5 separate regions of the Mus musculus genome follow, and regions 1, 3, 4 and 5 are each linked to region 2. Evidence: chromatin contacts called from public Hi-C, HiCAR-type and HiChIP or PLAC-seq data. All regions are on one chromosome and are shown on one strand. The core of a region is the stretch at or near the end of the contact, and the rest is flanking DNA. Distances in the headings are between cores, read along the strand shown.

Evidence for each region. Hi-C and Micro-C count contacts between places; a contact is called where the count stands out from the background. HiCAR-type assays count read pairs that join an accessible place to other places. HiChIP or PLAC-seq counts read pairs in DNA pulled down with a chosen protein or histone mark.
Region 1: a HiCAR-type map of embryonic stem cells shows a contact between it and region 2, with 4 times the contacts expected there. The contact joins two enhancer-like sites. A contact is called at or near these places in 2 of 39 promoter capture datasets (the 3T3-L1 cell line and stem cell-derived epiblast-like cells), 1 of 15 datasets of contacts at CTCF or cohesin (the NIH/3T3 cell line), 10 of 484 Hi-C or Micro-C datasets (cochlea, cumulus cells, embryonic fibroblasts and 4 more), 2 of 115 datasets of contacts at active chromatin or transcription factors (embryonic stem cells and vascular smooth muscle cells) and 3 of 9 other capture datasets (embryonic stem cells, embryonic tail and embryonic trunk).
Region 3: an H3K27ac HiChIP or PLAC-seq map of the NIH/3T3 cell line shows a contact between it and region 2, with 4 times the contacts expected there. The contact joins two enhancer-like sites. A contact is called at or near these places in 3 of 39 promoter capture datasets (embryonic stem cells, hippocampal neurons and stem cell-derived epiblast-like cells), 1 of 15 datasets of contacts at CTCF or cohesin (the NIH/3T3 cell line), 2 of 484 Hi-C or Micro-C datasets (embryonic fibroblasts and tail fibroblasts), 2 of 115 datasets of contacts at active chromatin or transcription factors (the NIH/3T3 cell line and vascular smooth muscle cells) and 2 of 9 other capture datasets (embryonic stem cells and embryonic trunk).
Region 4: a contact with region 2 is called in a Hi-C map of muscle stem cells, with 3 times the contacts expected there. The contact joins two enhancer-like sites. A contact is called at or near these places in 1 of 484 Hi-C or Micro-C datasets (muscle stem cells), 1 of 115 datasets of contacts at active chromatin or transcription factors (fibro-adipogenic progenitors) and 1 of 9 other capture datasets (liver).
Region 5: a contact with region 2 is called in a Hi-C map of embryonic stem cells, with 1.8 times the contacts expected there. The contact joins two enhancer-like sites. A contact is called at or near these places in 3 of 484 Hi-C or Micro-C datasets (all in embryonic stem cells), 3 of 115 datasets of contacts at active chromatin or transcription factors (all in embryonic stem cells) and 1 of 9 other capture datasets (embryonic stem cells).

What each region holds. Positions count from the first base shown.
Region 1 is chr4:84,063,948-84,066,647 of GRCm38.p6, forward strand. No RefSeq gene overlaps it. Among named protein-coding and RNA genes, the nearest start is that of Gm33410, 7.2 kb to the right of the region's middle. Within about 2 kb of position 1,339, at least 18 of the 459 cell types and tissues checked have an H3K27ac peak or open chromatin away from gene starts, as enhancers often do.
Region 2 is chr4:84,522,043-84,524,742 of GRCm38.p6, forward strand. The region is part of intron 3 of Bnc2 (basonuclin 2); the gene reads right to left. Among named protein-coding and RNA genes, the nearest start is that of Bnc2, 150 kb to the right of the region's middle. Within about 2 kb of position 1,294, at least 124 of the 459 cell types and tissues checked have an H3K27ac peak or open chromatin away from gene starts, as enhancers often do. A contact at or near this core is called in the NIH/3T3 cell line, embryonic stem cells, fibro-adipogenic progenitors and 2 more, where this site is marked.
Region 3 is chr4:84,087,131-84,089,830 of GRCm38.p6, forward strand. All of the region lies in intron 1 of Gm33410 (a long non-coding RNA gene), which reads left to right. Among named protein-coding and RNA genes, the nearest start is that of Gm33480, 6.6 kb to the left of the region's middle. Within about 2 kb of position 1,296, at least 38 of the 459 cell types and tissues checked have an H3K27ac peak or open chromatin away from gene starts, as enhancers often do. A contact at or near this core is called in the NIH/3T3 cell line and tail fibroblasts, where this site is marked.
Region 4 is chr4:84,201,096-84,203,795 of GRCm38.p6, forward strand. The region is part of intron 5 of Gm33597 (a long non-coding RNA gene); the gene reads right to left. Among named protein-coding and RNA genes, the nearest start is that of Gm33597, 18 kb to the right of the region's middle. Within about 2 kb of position 1,331, at least 72 of the 459 cell types and tissues checked have an H3K27ac peak or open chromatin away from gene starts, as enhancers often do. A contact at or near this core is called in fibro-adipogenic progenitors and muscle stem cells, where this site is marked.
Region 5 is chr4:84,223,315-84,226,025 of GRCm38.p6, forward strand. No RefSeq gene overlaps it. Among named protein-coding and RNA genes, the nearest start is that of Gm33597, 3.9 kb to the left of the region's middle. Within about 2 kb of position 1,432, at least 5 of the 459 cell types and tissues checked have an H3K27ac peak or open chromatin away from gene starts, as enhancers often do. A contact at or near this core is called in embryonic stem cells, where this site is marked.

The sequences.
Region 1 (2,700 bases), core at 89-2,588, 460 kb before region 2:
TAATCTGGGGATTTTCCACTTCATGCTCCCCCACTCCCACCCTCATGCACCAGCTTTGTTTAAACAGAGGAAAAGACTTGAGGACAGGGCTAAGGAGCAAGCTGCCACCGCTCTGAGATTGTGTTAAGACATGCTGGAGTTTGAAAGTTTGTAACCATGTGGTTCTGGTTGTGTCCCTATGTGTGAAAAGTGTTCCTTTGTTTATTTATGCTTTCGTGGCCACTGTGTATATGTGTGTATTGCCATAGGCTTTCTAACATAAACAGAGGATGCTAGCGTAAACTTCCAGTGGGACCTGGTTTCTTCCTGCTGTGTACATTCAAACCCTCCAATCTAAGACTTTTAAATCAACAATTTTCCTTTTCAGAGAGGGTCATTATTTGTTTAGCAGTGCACAGGCTGGTCAGCACGCTGGGCGTTTCTATTCTCTTGACAAAACTGAAGCCCAGGCTGAGATCAGAGTTCTCTGCTATGTGGGTTCTCTAGGCCACAGGTGGCCAAGACGTCCCTTAGGCAGGACCTGAAGCCCTAAAAGCAGGAGTCTTTGTTGCTCCCAACTTCCATTTCCTCAACCCTTAAAATGTCTGGACCCAGCAAACTCCACCCTGTTATTTCCAGGAATGCTTCAGTCAGGCGTTTTACCCCCATCTTTAAAGGCAATGGAGCTTTGCTGCTGCTCCTGCAGCTGTAGCAGACAGCGCATGTGTCGTCAGCTTTTGTCTGTCTGCAGAGGCACCATTCAAGACGCCTCCCTGGAAGGTGATGTCTGAAGTGTTATTCTTAAGGAAGCAAAGCACCTAAGTATGGAAGAGTGTTGTGCAGAATGGGGCTTTCCCGGCTGTGGGGCTCCAAAGCTGGGAGGATAAACTCGCCCAGCAGAGGGCGCCACCGCGCCGGCGCTTACAGCTGTGCAAGCCAGGCAGGGGGATGCTCAAAACCACAGAAAAGGGGAAATTCCATACTTTCCCCCCACCTGCCTCGACCTCCCTCTTTCTCCTCCCTCATCTCCTCTCAGCCCCTTCCTTTCTCCCTCTGTTACCACCCTGTCTCAGTCTTTCTTCCTGACCATCTCTAACTCTTAACCCCTCCCTAACTTTAGCAGGGCACTCCTGGGAGCCTCAAGTCTAGTAACTGAGTGTTAATTATGTCTGAGTGGATTCTAGAGGAAAAGAAAACCATATACTGTATCAGCAGAGAAATGGTTTCACTATGAGGAAACTAATGATGCTTTTATCAGGAACAATATAAAGATTGCTTTTTTACTAGTGTGTGTCCCGTAGGGTTCAGGGCTATGAGATATTTCTGTATCTGGCTTGAGGTTCCTCTGAGCTTTTACATAATCAAATCAATATAGCCATGATTCACCCTCTGGCAACAACTGCTCGCTGCAAGTTTGCTGTTGCTCCTTTAGTGGCTAAAAGGAAAATAAATAAATATATAGAAAGGAACTTATTATGAATCGGTAGCCATTGATTTGTTCCGTCTTCTGACTTCCTTTTTAATTGCACCGCGTACACATGTTCTCACACACAGGCAGCATGATCCCGTAAGTTCACGGCCAGTCAGAAATAAGGTGGCCAGGAGTGCCTGAGGGCTTGCCACTGTCCATTTGGAAGAGACAGGTTGCTTGTTCGGAGAGAATAAAGCAGAGGTGGAGATGGGAGCCGGCCCCCTCACACTCTGTACATTGTTTGCATCTTCTTTCTCATCCCTGTGAATTCCCTACATTCCGGGCATGATTTTGGCTCTTGCCTCTCTCTCTCTTTCTCTCTCAGTTATCTTGTTTTTGTATCAGGAATTTCCCTCCCCTCCCCTGGCAGAAACCATCTGCTTAGGACCCAGATCTGTCCCCAGGGCTGTCAGCGAGGCCCCAATATTTTTCTCCCATCCTGAGGACAACTGGTCTGGACCCAAAGAGTGGATTGGGGGGGGGGGGGAAGCTTGGGAGAAAGAAGTAAGGGAGAGTCCATTCAGTGTAGGGAGCAAGCCACCTACGATGGCGGGCCAGTGTCTTCCCTTCTCTGTCCCGAGGAAGTCACAGGAAGGAGCTGCACAGAGCCTGAAGCCTTCACAACACACCCAGCTTGCTGTTTCCTTCACCACTTTCTCCCTTAAAGTAAATAAACACAGACGGCTTTCAAACTAACCCTCGTGAGAGAAGTCAGTGCCATACAACTGTGTCATCTGCTTTTCATAGGCAAACTGGGATGACCACAAAATACAGCTTTTCTAGTGCCTTGTGTGGCTTAGAATCAACAAAATCAACTGATGGAATAAGTGTGTTAGTCTGTCTAGGGAGAAACCGAGATGGAGCCTCCCGGGCAATCTGCTGGTCACCGGGGATGGTGAAGTGCTGTGTGTTTTATGCTCTGGTCCTTAAATCAGAGACCTTGCTCATAGGTGTGCTTCATTTATCCCATCCCCTATAAGAAGAAAAACATGAGAAATAATAGCAGACACAAAACAGGAAAGAAAACCCATTCATGCAATTAAGATACCCAGAGTCCCTGGGGAAATAGTATCACCAAAATGAACATGTTCCCTAATTATGAAGGAATCCTGTTACTGAACACAATTCCCTGACAATAACACTATATCCCTCTGAGAAACAGTGGAGGAGAAATTCTGGAAGGCTCTCTCTGGCTAGTGGGGGGTAGAAAAATCTACCCTCAAAGAACATCATTTGCAGTTTCTCAGCAA
Region 2 (2,700 bases), core at 44-2,543:
ACATCCTTTTCATAATTAAAAAAAAATGCTTCCATGATTAGAACTATCAACTATATTTCCAGATAAACTAAATGCACATGAAAGGTTATTTGACACTTTTATTTTCACACCCTGTGGGGGGGGGGGACAACTTTAAAACTGGTTATAATAAATAATAAAACAGAAAGGAAAAAAAAACAAATACCAGCAAAACCCTACATTTTAAAATCCCCGACTGGAAACCAGAGTCAGCCAAACTCTACTATCACCTGAGCAGCCACAGAGTAAAAGGAGCCAACTCTGTGGGGACCACAAGAGCTTAGGGAAGACGGTTAGTATATGAATATGTCTTACATGTGAAGCATCAAGTCCACATATAAATCTCGATTTTGTTGTAAAGTTGATTGCTTGCTAGTTTAAGACTTCCCATAAACAATGTCAATATATCTGTTTAAAAAGAACAAACCATCATACAAACACCACTAATCAGATTAAACTCTGGAGGTCTATTTTGACAAAATCATTTTATAAAAATGTACAAATCAAGCCCTTAAAATTCTACATAAATAGGGTACACTGGCTTACTCATGCCTCATTTTTTGTACAATATTCATGTTAAATTTCCGTTATATTCTGGAAGTATTTTAACATTTGGAAACATAGAGAAACTGGCAATTCAGAACTACAGCTCAAACTATGACTTTTCTTAAGCTATAGCTCTCCTCTTCACAGGGAGAAACCCAAATGCTTTACAAAGGTAGAGAGCAAGAGGAAACTGTTCCATCAGTGCACATTTTAATCTCTTACAAATGAACCGGATCATGAAAGAGTCCTGAGTGTTATTTGTAACGCTCACAAATACAAGCTATCAGTCCTCGGCAGGCAACTGTATGTTTGAAACAATAAAGGAGGCAGAAACACTCCTTGAGAGGGGCAAGGGAGGGACAGTGTGCAAAATCAGAGGTCATTGTTGAGGCCTGTACCCTCAACCTGAGGCTCCACGCAAGGTTTCATAGCACTCTTCCTTCCAGATACTCAATAACTTCCCTGTTTAAACTGCTCAAATTCCAGAATTCCTGGTTTTAAATCACGATGGAAAAGTCTGGAGAGAATTGAATTAGAATGGCTCAGGATAGCCTTTCTAAATGCAGGAGTGTTGGGGGGGGGGGGAGAACACAAGCGAGCACATACTTAAATTTGTTTTGTTTTAACTCAGACCTTCTGCATTCCAAAATTGTATGCCTCTGACTAATATAAACCGTTGTTATAGAGAAGCAGTTAAGGGGAGGGGGGGAGAGCCAGGGAGAAGGAATGGGGGAGTGGTAATGGTAACACACAGTACCATGAGCTGCAGAGGCCTCCCAGTCAGTGGTGCAAGGTTAACAGAGCAGTCCCGCTGGCCTTCAGGCAGACAGCAAAAACAGCCTGGGGAAAGGGGGACAGGGATGGCGGCCAGGGAGGGGGAGCCCTGCTTGGGCAGTTTACACAAGGCAGCTCAGCTCCTTTCTGGCTCATTCCTCCTCTCTATCTGCCGGCCTCTGTGTGTGTGTCTTGTCATATTTTCTTCAGCTGCTAATTGTCCGGACTACAAGACTTTAAACAGCCACAGTTGAAGAAAAAAAGTGAAACCCTTCTAAGTGACCATCAGAGCAAATCAGCTTCATGCTGATGGGTAAAATTTTCCAAGGGAAGTGTCCTTCTGATAGTTCCTGCGCCTCCAAGTCACCCCACCCCCAACCCCACCTCTGCCACACACACTCCCCTGGAGGGCTAAATGCACTGTGGCAATAAAACATTCATGCGACTTGGAATTTTAACACAATGCCATTTCCCTAGTTTAACCTGAAAGGAATGCACTAGTCACAACAGACTACATCATCCTGCCATTAAACCCTGCCAAGGAACCACTTTTTGGCCATGCTGGGCCAGCTTTGACGGGAAAGGAGTACACAGACCCACACACTGAGCACAGAGGGGCCACCTCTGCTTCCTCAGCCTTATCCAGAAACACCCTGCCCTTGAACATGACTCCTGACCTCTTGCATTGTGACTGGCTTGGGAGGCATGTGTCACCCTGGAACTTCTGTACAGCCACACACTGAGCAGGCCATTTGTGGATCCCTCTGAACAAGTCCTTGGGCAGATGCCAGCATCCTCTCTTATTACTACTGCTACCATTCAGGACCCTATGGCTTCGCAGAAGGAGGCTTTCTCCTGGGCTAGATAATGCTGTGAGATGCTGTGGGGCTTACTTTCCTCTGTTTTGTGCTTTTTTAAGAAACAAACTTCACTTTGCATTCATAATTAGGTTATGATTACTGACATGACCATTTGCTTTGGGGACTCCTTAGCGAAGGTGCCAGTTCTTTCACATTTAAGTGACATTTAATTTAGACTTACAAAATACAAAACAGAAATAATTCTGATGTCTCCTGACAATTTTAGAAGAAAATTTTTAGAAGAAAAAAAAAAATCAAAGGTGAAGAATTCTAAAACACGAAGTTAACCATATCACATAGCTAAAGCCTTATCACAACAGAAGCAAGCAACTGTACCGGATTTAAATCTGAACTTCTTGACTCATTACTTGTGAAGATCATGCTTGCAAGCAATGTAAACAAAAAGCAAGCGAAGGAACAAGACAACACACGCCTGCCCCTAATGAGGAGTTGAAGTCACACGCACTGGGCTGGGGATGCAGCAGAGGCATCCAGCATTGGC
Region 3 (2,700 bases), core at 46-2,545, 430 kb before region 2:
TGATTTCTATGTTAAACCAACCTTGCATGTCTGAAGTAGAGTTGCTTTGTGATATTTGATCCTTTAAGTGTATCTATACATCAGAATTTTATTTCTGTGACAATGTTGGGTGCTTCGGCGATTGCATAGTATTGAGACGACCAAGTGAGCTGCCCAGCCAGGTATAATTCAGGGGCCGAGTGCATGCGGAAGCTCCCGGATTTCAGATCATACCGAAACCTAAAGCCCCATGCCACACTTATATTTAGGAGATGGAGAATTCAATCAGAACTGACCGCAAATCAGACCAAAGGGGAAAATCTATAGTTTGAAACTAATTTTCCTTCAAAAGGGAACAGAGAAGATGAATCACCAGCACTGGGTTATAATGTTGGGAGGCTCTGAAGGCCAAAATGGTGAACTGTAATTATCATTTATAATGTATATTCATAATCATATTGCTTCTAGAACATCTTCATTATCTTTCACTTTTGAAATGATTGTTGTTCCCAACAGACTGGAGAATCCACTTTTATTAGGCCCAGATCATCAATCCAAACCTTTTAAGGTAAGAGTGTTGCTACCTCAGAAGCCAAGGAGACATTTCCTAGCTGGAAAGTGAGCACTCCGTAGTCATTAGCCTCCTGGACCTGTGAGCCAACCCGGCTGCCACTGAAGTTACACTGGCCTCAAATTAACCTGCTCCATTTGTCCACGAATCTTGTCCCTCCTTCTACAGACTAAGTTCTCCACGGCCTTGACAAGCCTTGTTTTATACCAGAGCTAAGTTTCTGGGGGACGGCATGTCGAAATTGAATTTGGTTTCTACAGTTTTATTTGTAATGGAGCCTGTGTTTAAAAGAAAGCCATACTCAATACTTTAAAAGGCAAGTATCCATCGTCTCATCTAACTGGTGTCAGAAATCCTCACTTGCAAAGCGGTAATACCTTTCGTTTATTATTATGGTAGCATCATAAAGCGGACCTTCTTCTCACCTCCTGCACTCCCTGACTGCAGGATTCTTCGGGCAACGCTGATCTCCTCAAGCCTCACAGAGGCCTCCCTTTCCACTCTGTCTGTCATCTTCTCTCCGTCTCAGTGTTTCCTGACTCTGCCTTTGAGCTCCCCCGGTCTCCCAGTTCTGCCTCCCATGGTTGCTCCTCTGTACGATCCATGCCCTTTACTGTTGCGGTGGCCCACGCGCACTGACCTGTTTATGTTAAGACTCTTTGGGATCCTCAGGGACAGCTCACCAGTGACCAGGGGCAGAGCAGCTGTATCAACTCAGCTTGGGGAAGCTCAAGTATCCAGTGATCTTGGCTGCGTGGAGTTTGAAATTAAGCCCAGCATATTACTCACGGCAAAACTCGGGGCCAGCCAAGTTAAATAGAGCACTCCCCGAAACATTCGCAGACTGATTAGAGAAGGAAGCTCCGACTGAAGAGCTCCTATTTTGTGCCTGCTTCTTATTTTTTTAAACAACATGCTCTCTGCAAGCAAGATGGAGAAAGTGGAAACCTCAAAGAATGATATTTATTAATTTAAAATGTTTCGGCCTGTGAACATATGCCAGGTCCCTTTAACTTGATAACAATGGCCACAATTCAATCAAGCTCTTCCTCTCTTTAGAAAGGGCACTGAGTGCTTTGTAAGTAAGCACTGTTGCATTTAATCTTCATGTGAACTGCGCTGTAAGTAGGACTACTCTTCCCATCTGCAGGTGGGCAAGGAGAGGCCCAGAGAAAGCCCAGGACACACTTCTAAGTGATGGAGTTAGAATGTGCTTTCACCTTCTTAGCTGCTCTCATGTGGGTGCAAGTGCCCGGGAACACCTTAAGAGAAGCCGTGGCATTACCCCATGCCTCTGATGGGAAGATGGTTTTTGTTTGGAAGAACTTTGAAGGCCAGGAGTTCAGCAAGCTGGAACACACACCCTACTGAATCAGGCAGGGCTTAATTTGGCAGATTATTTTCTGACCAGAAGGAGATGCTTGCCTTGGAGGAAGAAAGGGGATCATTTAATGGACTTACAGAAAATATTAGTACTCTGTGTGTGTGTCTGTCTTTCTCTCTCTCTCTGTGTCTCTGTCTGTGTTTTTGTCTCTCTCTGTCTCTCTGTCTCTGTCTGTCTGTCTGTCTGTCTCTGTCTGTCTCTGTCTCTGTCTCTGTCTCTGTCTCTGTCTCTGTCTCTGTCTCTCTCTCTCCAGAACACTTGACCTCTTCCCAGGTCATGGATCATTCTCTCTGTTGGCCTTTCTACCTGGGATTGTTCTGGGAATCCTGAAGCTAAGTCCTTGGTCATCCATTTTACCAGACCTGTTCTATCATTTGATCGGGTATCACCGGCACCCTCTGCCGCTGAACATCCACATAGACATGTTTATCGGTGCACTGAGAATCGGTGTACTGAGAATCCTGCTTCTAACAAAGCCCTGGGAATTCCATTGTTTTCCATGCTGAAAGTTTTCATTTGAAAAATAGACCTCTTTGTTTAACTAATGAAAAGGAGGGGTTACTGCTCACTTCTCACGCTGGGTAAGAATTCCACGGGGCAGTAATTCTATTTCTCAGTGGAAAATGTTTCGGTTTCTTAATATTGTTTTGCAGGCTGGTCTCTTCCCAGCCCTTACTCCAAGGACCACACATAAACACATGTACACCCTCATGCATGCACAGTGAAGCATTTTCCACCCTTCCCTGTTGAGGGTTAGGGATGGTCA
Region 4 (2,700 bases), core at 81-2,580, 320 kb before region 2:
GAGCTGTGTCTCTCAGGCCAAGGAAAGACACAGCAGGGGACCCTGAGGGATCCACCTGGGCACCTATGGCTCCCATGGACACACTACAACCAATCACATAGAAAGAATGTGCATTCGTTCCCCCCTCCCCCCACTCCAAGAAGCCAGGACTGCAGGCAGTAGCAAAGGAGGGGGAAGGGGAATAAGAAAGAAGTTCCCGACAGCCCCCTCGACTGCTTAGAGCTCATCTGGAGCACTGGGGCAGTGTGAAGCTTTGCTGTTAGACTGAACTGGGATTGTTTTTAAAACACATTTTAACACTGTGACAAGAAAGTGGTTGTTAGGAACTGTTCATATTGCCCATAGTTGAGATGGTGAATCCTAACCCATAAAGTGATCAACAGCGATGAGACCAGTCTCTGGAAAAGCCACAGAATGTTTCTTCTGATGTCCCTGACCTAGTAATGCACACACCCCCAACATTATCAGGGGAGAGAAACACATTTAAGGAGCCACAGTTCACATGGGAAGTTCTACTCAGCACCAGAAGTTTGGCTCCACTTGTTAAAAATAAAATAAAATAAAATAAAATAAAAATAAAATGAAGCAAGAGTAAGGGTTTGAGGGATGGTAGGCACACAGTGCTGAAGACCAAGTACAGAGGAGGAAGGCAGGCGACCTGCATGAAGGGCAACGTCCCCATAACATTTGAGGCTATAAACACCCCAGACTGTCTACCTGAGTGCAAGTAGGTACAAGGGTCCAACAGAGTCATTGCAGCACGCCTGGGCTTGGTCTCTACCTCAGCTTCTAAGTGGTCCTGCTCTGGGGATGTAGATAGAGGCTTGGGATGCTCATGGCAGCCTACAGCCTGGTCAATTCCTTCTAGCCCTTATTTTGGCTTCAAGAGCTGAGTGCACACCACACACACACACACACACACACACACACACACACACACGAGAGAGAGGGGGGAGAGAGAGAAAGAGAGATTGATTCATGGCTCCCAGGAACTCCCAGTACTGGAAACTAGTACGCCCTACTACGTGTTGGTCTCCAAGGCCATCCTACTGAACATTGAGTCATCTGATTATTGTTCCCATGACTGGGTCTCTTTCTTACTATGCTACAAAATTCCTAAGTAGGAGTTAAAATTCTCACTGTGTCTGGCCTGTGGAGAGAGCTAGTGGTACCTTCTTCACTCACTTCACTTTACATCTTATAAACAAACCCCCATTTCAATAGAGCCTGCTCCTCTTCCCATGCATTGTGACTTCTGCCCCTCCCCTGGGGCAGGGGTATGACAGGCAGTGCTCACAAAGAGGCCCGATGCTATTAGTCAGCTTGGTTGTCACAGCAGGCAGCCACAGCCTGGCAGCTGAAACAGCAGATGTTTGTTTTCTCACAGTCTGGAGCTATATGTCTGACCAAGGTGGCAATAGGGTCTGTGTCTGGTGACCAAGCCTGACTTGCAGGTGGCTGCCTGCTCCCTGGGCCCTCGTGATGCCTTTCCTCTGTGCACATGTACTGAGAAATCCTCAGTATTAAAGACCTCAGCCTTGCCACCTCATTTAACATCATCTCTGTAAAGATTCTATCAGGAAGTACAGTCACATTGGGATGCTCAAATTCAACTTCACATAGTCCTCAAAGCTTCCCTTGTCCACTCACAGTTCAAGGCCACGGTGCCAAGGAATGCCATCGCAAGTCAGCCTCGACAGGAGATCGACACAAATTCTGAGGGCTCCCATGACGTGCCTCAGTTCTCACAGCATCTTGGGAAGCGAGTGCTGCTTCTAGCCATTTCCTTGCCTTCTCCTCACTCCTCACAAGCTTCCCTCAGAACGGCTCTGCCGAGCACACCTCTTCAGTCCAGACAAAATCCTCCCGATCGCTCATGAGAGACGCTATGCATTCTGGGCCCTACAGGGTTCATCGGTCAATGGGACACTACTAGGCCATTGATAGAAAATGATTCAGCAGCAGTAGGTGGGAGGGGTGGGACAGAGATCTGTGGCACAGAGGACATTTCCAATTACTGTCCTCTGGTCCTACGTGGGGGCAGGGACTGTCTCTTCACAGGCATTGCAGCAGGTAGATATGCAATGTGGGCATCTTAAGACGTGAGAAATGTGGCTGTTTCTGGTAGAATCCTCCAGTGTGTTCAGTCAACTAAGACAAGATGATGGAGGCTCAGGGCTAAAAGGGGTACCAGGGGAGACTGAGAGGTGCCTCCTGCCTTAAGACATTGATGGCCTGTAGGGAGAGAGAGACATAATTAGCCAACCATAGTATAGTTGAAGTGCCCAGATTAAATTATGTATCATATGCTCCCGGCTCCCTGGAAGAGAAACATTTATTCTGCCAGGGAGGTGGGGGCACATTAGAAAGGAGGAAACTGGGGCTTAACGGGTAACAAGGTGGAAAGGTTTGCCTGAGGTCAATGACACAGTCCAAGCAGATTTGGATACTGGGCCAGTGCCCTGTGCCTCCAAGGTTTGAGACGTTCCATGCCCTGCCTCCTTTCTGGTAATTCTGATGCTTAGCATCCTGGGAGAAGATGCTGGCAGGACCTCTCCAGGACCCTGGTCTGGGTCTCTGGAATGGAATCAGGTGGCCAATGCCTTTCTGTGTTCTAAAGCCTCTTGCCCAGTGTAGCAGGAGTTGGGAAGGAGGGTTGGGGTGCACCTGGACTGGTCTCCTAAGCAGACAGGAAGTGAT
Region 5 (2,711 bases), core at 182-2,681, 300 kb before region 2:
GAATAGAGCGGTTAAGAAGAATATCTTGCTAAATAAATATTTGACAAATACTAGTTTGCTTCTAAAGGAACAACCCCATGAGTCCCGGAAATGGACAGTGGCTGGAGAATCATACGCCGAGATGAACACAAGGCCGACACTTGTAGTGCCTGGCATTTAACACAGACATAAAAGCAAATGAATATGAGTGGTCAGAATGCACAACCAATCATTTGCTACCAATCCTATAGAACTTTTTTCACACTACAAAATCAATTTCCACTGTGCAGTAGCGGTGCATGTCTTTAATCCCAGCACTCAGGAGGCAGAGGCAGGTCAACCTCTGAGTTTGATGGCAGCCTGGTCTACAGCCTGAGTTCCAGGACAGCCAAGGCTGCACAGAGGAACCCTGTCTCGGGGAGAAAACAAAACAAACAAACAAGCAAACAAACAAAACACCACCAAGAACAAGAACAAACCAGACCAAACCAAACCAAACAATTCTCATTAAATGTGGGCTGTTTTGGAATATAGATAATCCATGAGGGAAATGAAAATCAACCAGAATCATCCCAGCTGGAGATAGCTAGCATTGCTGTTTTGGTATGTAACTATCTGGGAATTTGTTGACATATCTGCGAAAATATTTTTTAAGGTTGTAACATGAGGAAATCTTCACATACCTTTTAATGAACTATTTTGCTTATTTAACAATGGATTGTGACCATCTTTCTATGCCGTTTAATGCCACTCCATTATGTGAGTTAAAATCTCGAAACTATTGCACTGATTGAATATATTCTTACTCTAAAGGATGCCTTCAGGCTCATTTCAATGTGCCCCTTTCAGAACGATATGGCAGGCACCTATCTCTAGATCAACACCCTAAATAATGTTCTTCCTAAGTGGTATCACTTTTGAATACTTCCTGATACTACATCCCTGGGTAGAGCATGGCTGTGTCAAAGTCTTAGGTCTACTACAATGGGAGAAGAAAGTAAGGAAGGCATATAAAGAAAAAACAAACTTCATTCTGCTTTCCCACTGATTAGACTCCTCATTCAGAGGAAATGGGGTTACAGTCCCAGCACCAGTTGTGATGAAGAACTAGGGGTGACCTTGGAAGTGGTCCAAAGCTGGCCACCCTACTGGAGAAACCGGGTGTGGAGCAGAACGGAGTCAGATTTCCAGTAGGTGCCTTCACCTCTAGCTATTTGACCCCAGGCAAGTATTTTAATGGCAGCAGCAAGGCTCTGAGAACTCCGAGAAATGATCTTTTCCATGTATGAGGCAGGGTGGTTGTTGTGTGGGTCTAATGAAAGGTCGCGGGTGAAAATGCTCTGTGAAGAGCAAATGAAACCAGGAAGCAGCTTTCCTGGGAGCAGCTCAGGGCAATTGAGCAGCTCTTCTTAAACCTCCAGAGACCACCCTCTCAGTGTGTGGCTTTAAGCTTTTGTTTGAAATAATGTGAATTCCCAGAACATCAGACACACCCGTGGTCAAAAGTAAGTAGGGCCCACACCCAAGCCAAGGGTGTTGGGAACCCTAGCTCCTTTCTGTTCACAGTTAGACACCGGCTCTGCCTTCTCTCTCTTTCCCCTTCCTGTGCAATCTACTAATCTTGAAGAAAGAAAGTTATAAACGCCACACTCCCTCCCTGAGGCAATCATGGGGGACTCTCTCCCATCCCACTCAATGGCATCTGATAGAGAGAAAGAAAGGAAACAGACAAAGAAGTGCTTGCTACTTTATTTAGGTCCTTGGGGTCATTGGTATTTCCTGATGCCAAATAATTTTGCTCTGCTGAGATCTTAAGAGAACTGTCAAGGGTAGATGTGCTTTTTGAAGCTTGGCACTCTATCAGGAATCAATTATTTGATCTCCCTTTTTGGATTCTTCCAGGGCATCTTCTTACCTACAATGGGCCCAGGTGACTGGTGGTTCAGAAGAAACCAAGAAGGGCTACTGAGAAGTATAACTTCCCTTCTCTCCTCTGCTAGTGTGATAAGGCTTATGGGACTATGGTGCGTTTCTTTTGGAAAATGAAATCTTCTAAGGTCATAGACAGGGACATGTAACCTGATAGGGTTGGTGTATGCTGCAGATAGGGACAATACTAAGATGCAAAAGGTTGGGAAGGAGCAACCTCCCAAGAAAGCTTAACTCTTCTCTCTGTTGTCACAGAACTGAACTCCTGCTCTCCCTTTACTGCATGTGACACTCTCGGCAAACTGGGTAACTTTTACCACCCACCACCACCACCACCATCCCACGCGAGCGCGTGCGCGCGCGCACACACACACACACACACACACACACACACACACACACACAAGATAAGAATATAACAAGTTACCACTAAAAATGGCTACGAGGGGAAGTGGGCTAATGTTGATAGATCAGAAGATGCTGCAGTGGCAGCCTTCCTGTTTTCCCACTTTGTACACACCTCGCTCCTGGGAGGGTGACTCAGGTTGAGCCAAGAGCATCACCAGCCTCTTTCAGAAATTAAGAAAAGACAGGTTGAGCTCATCCTAACACTAAAGCTTCTCCTTCCCCAGCACAGTGCTAAACAAACTCTGTAACCCTGCTTCCCGCCTCCCTGGGTGTCCTCTTCCTGGGTTTTCACTCAGAAGTTGAGAGAGAGCCCAGCAGCAGCCCTTTTATATAAGCATCAATCCCATTCATGAGGCCCAATCAGCTTCTAAAAGCCCTGTATCTTAATACTATTC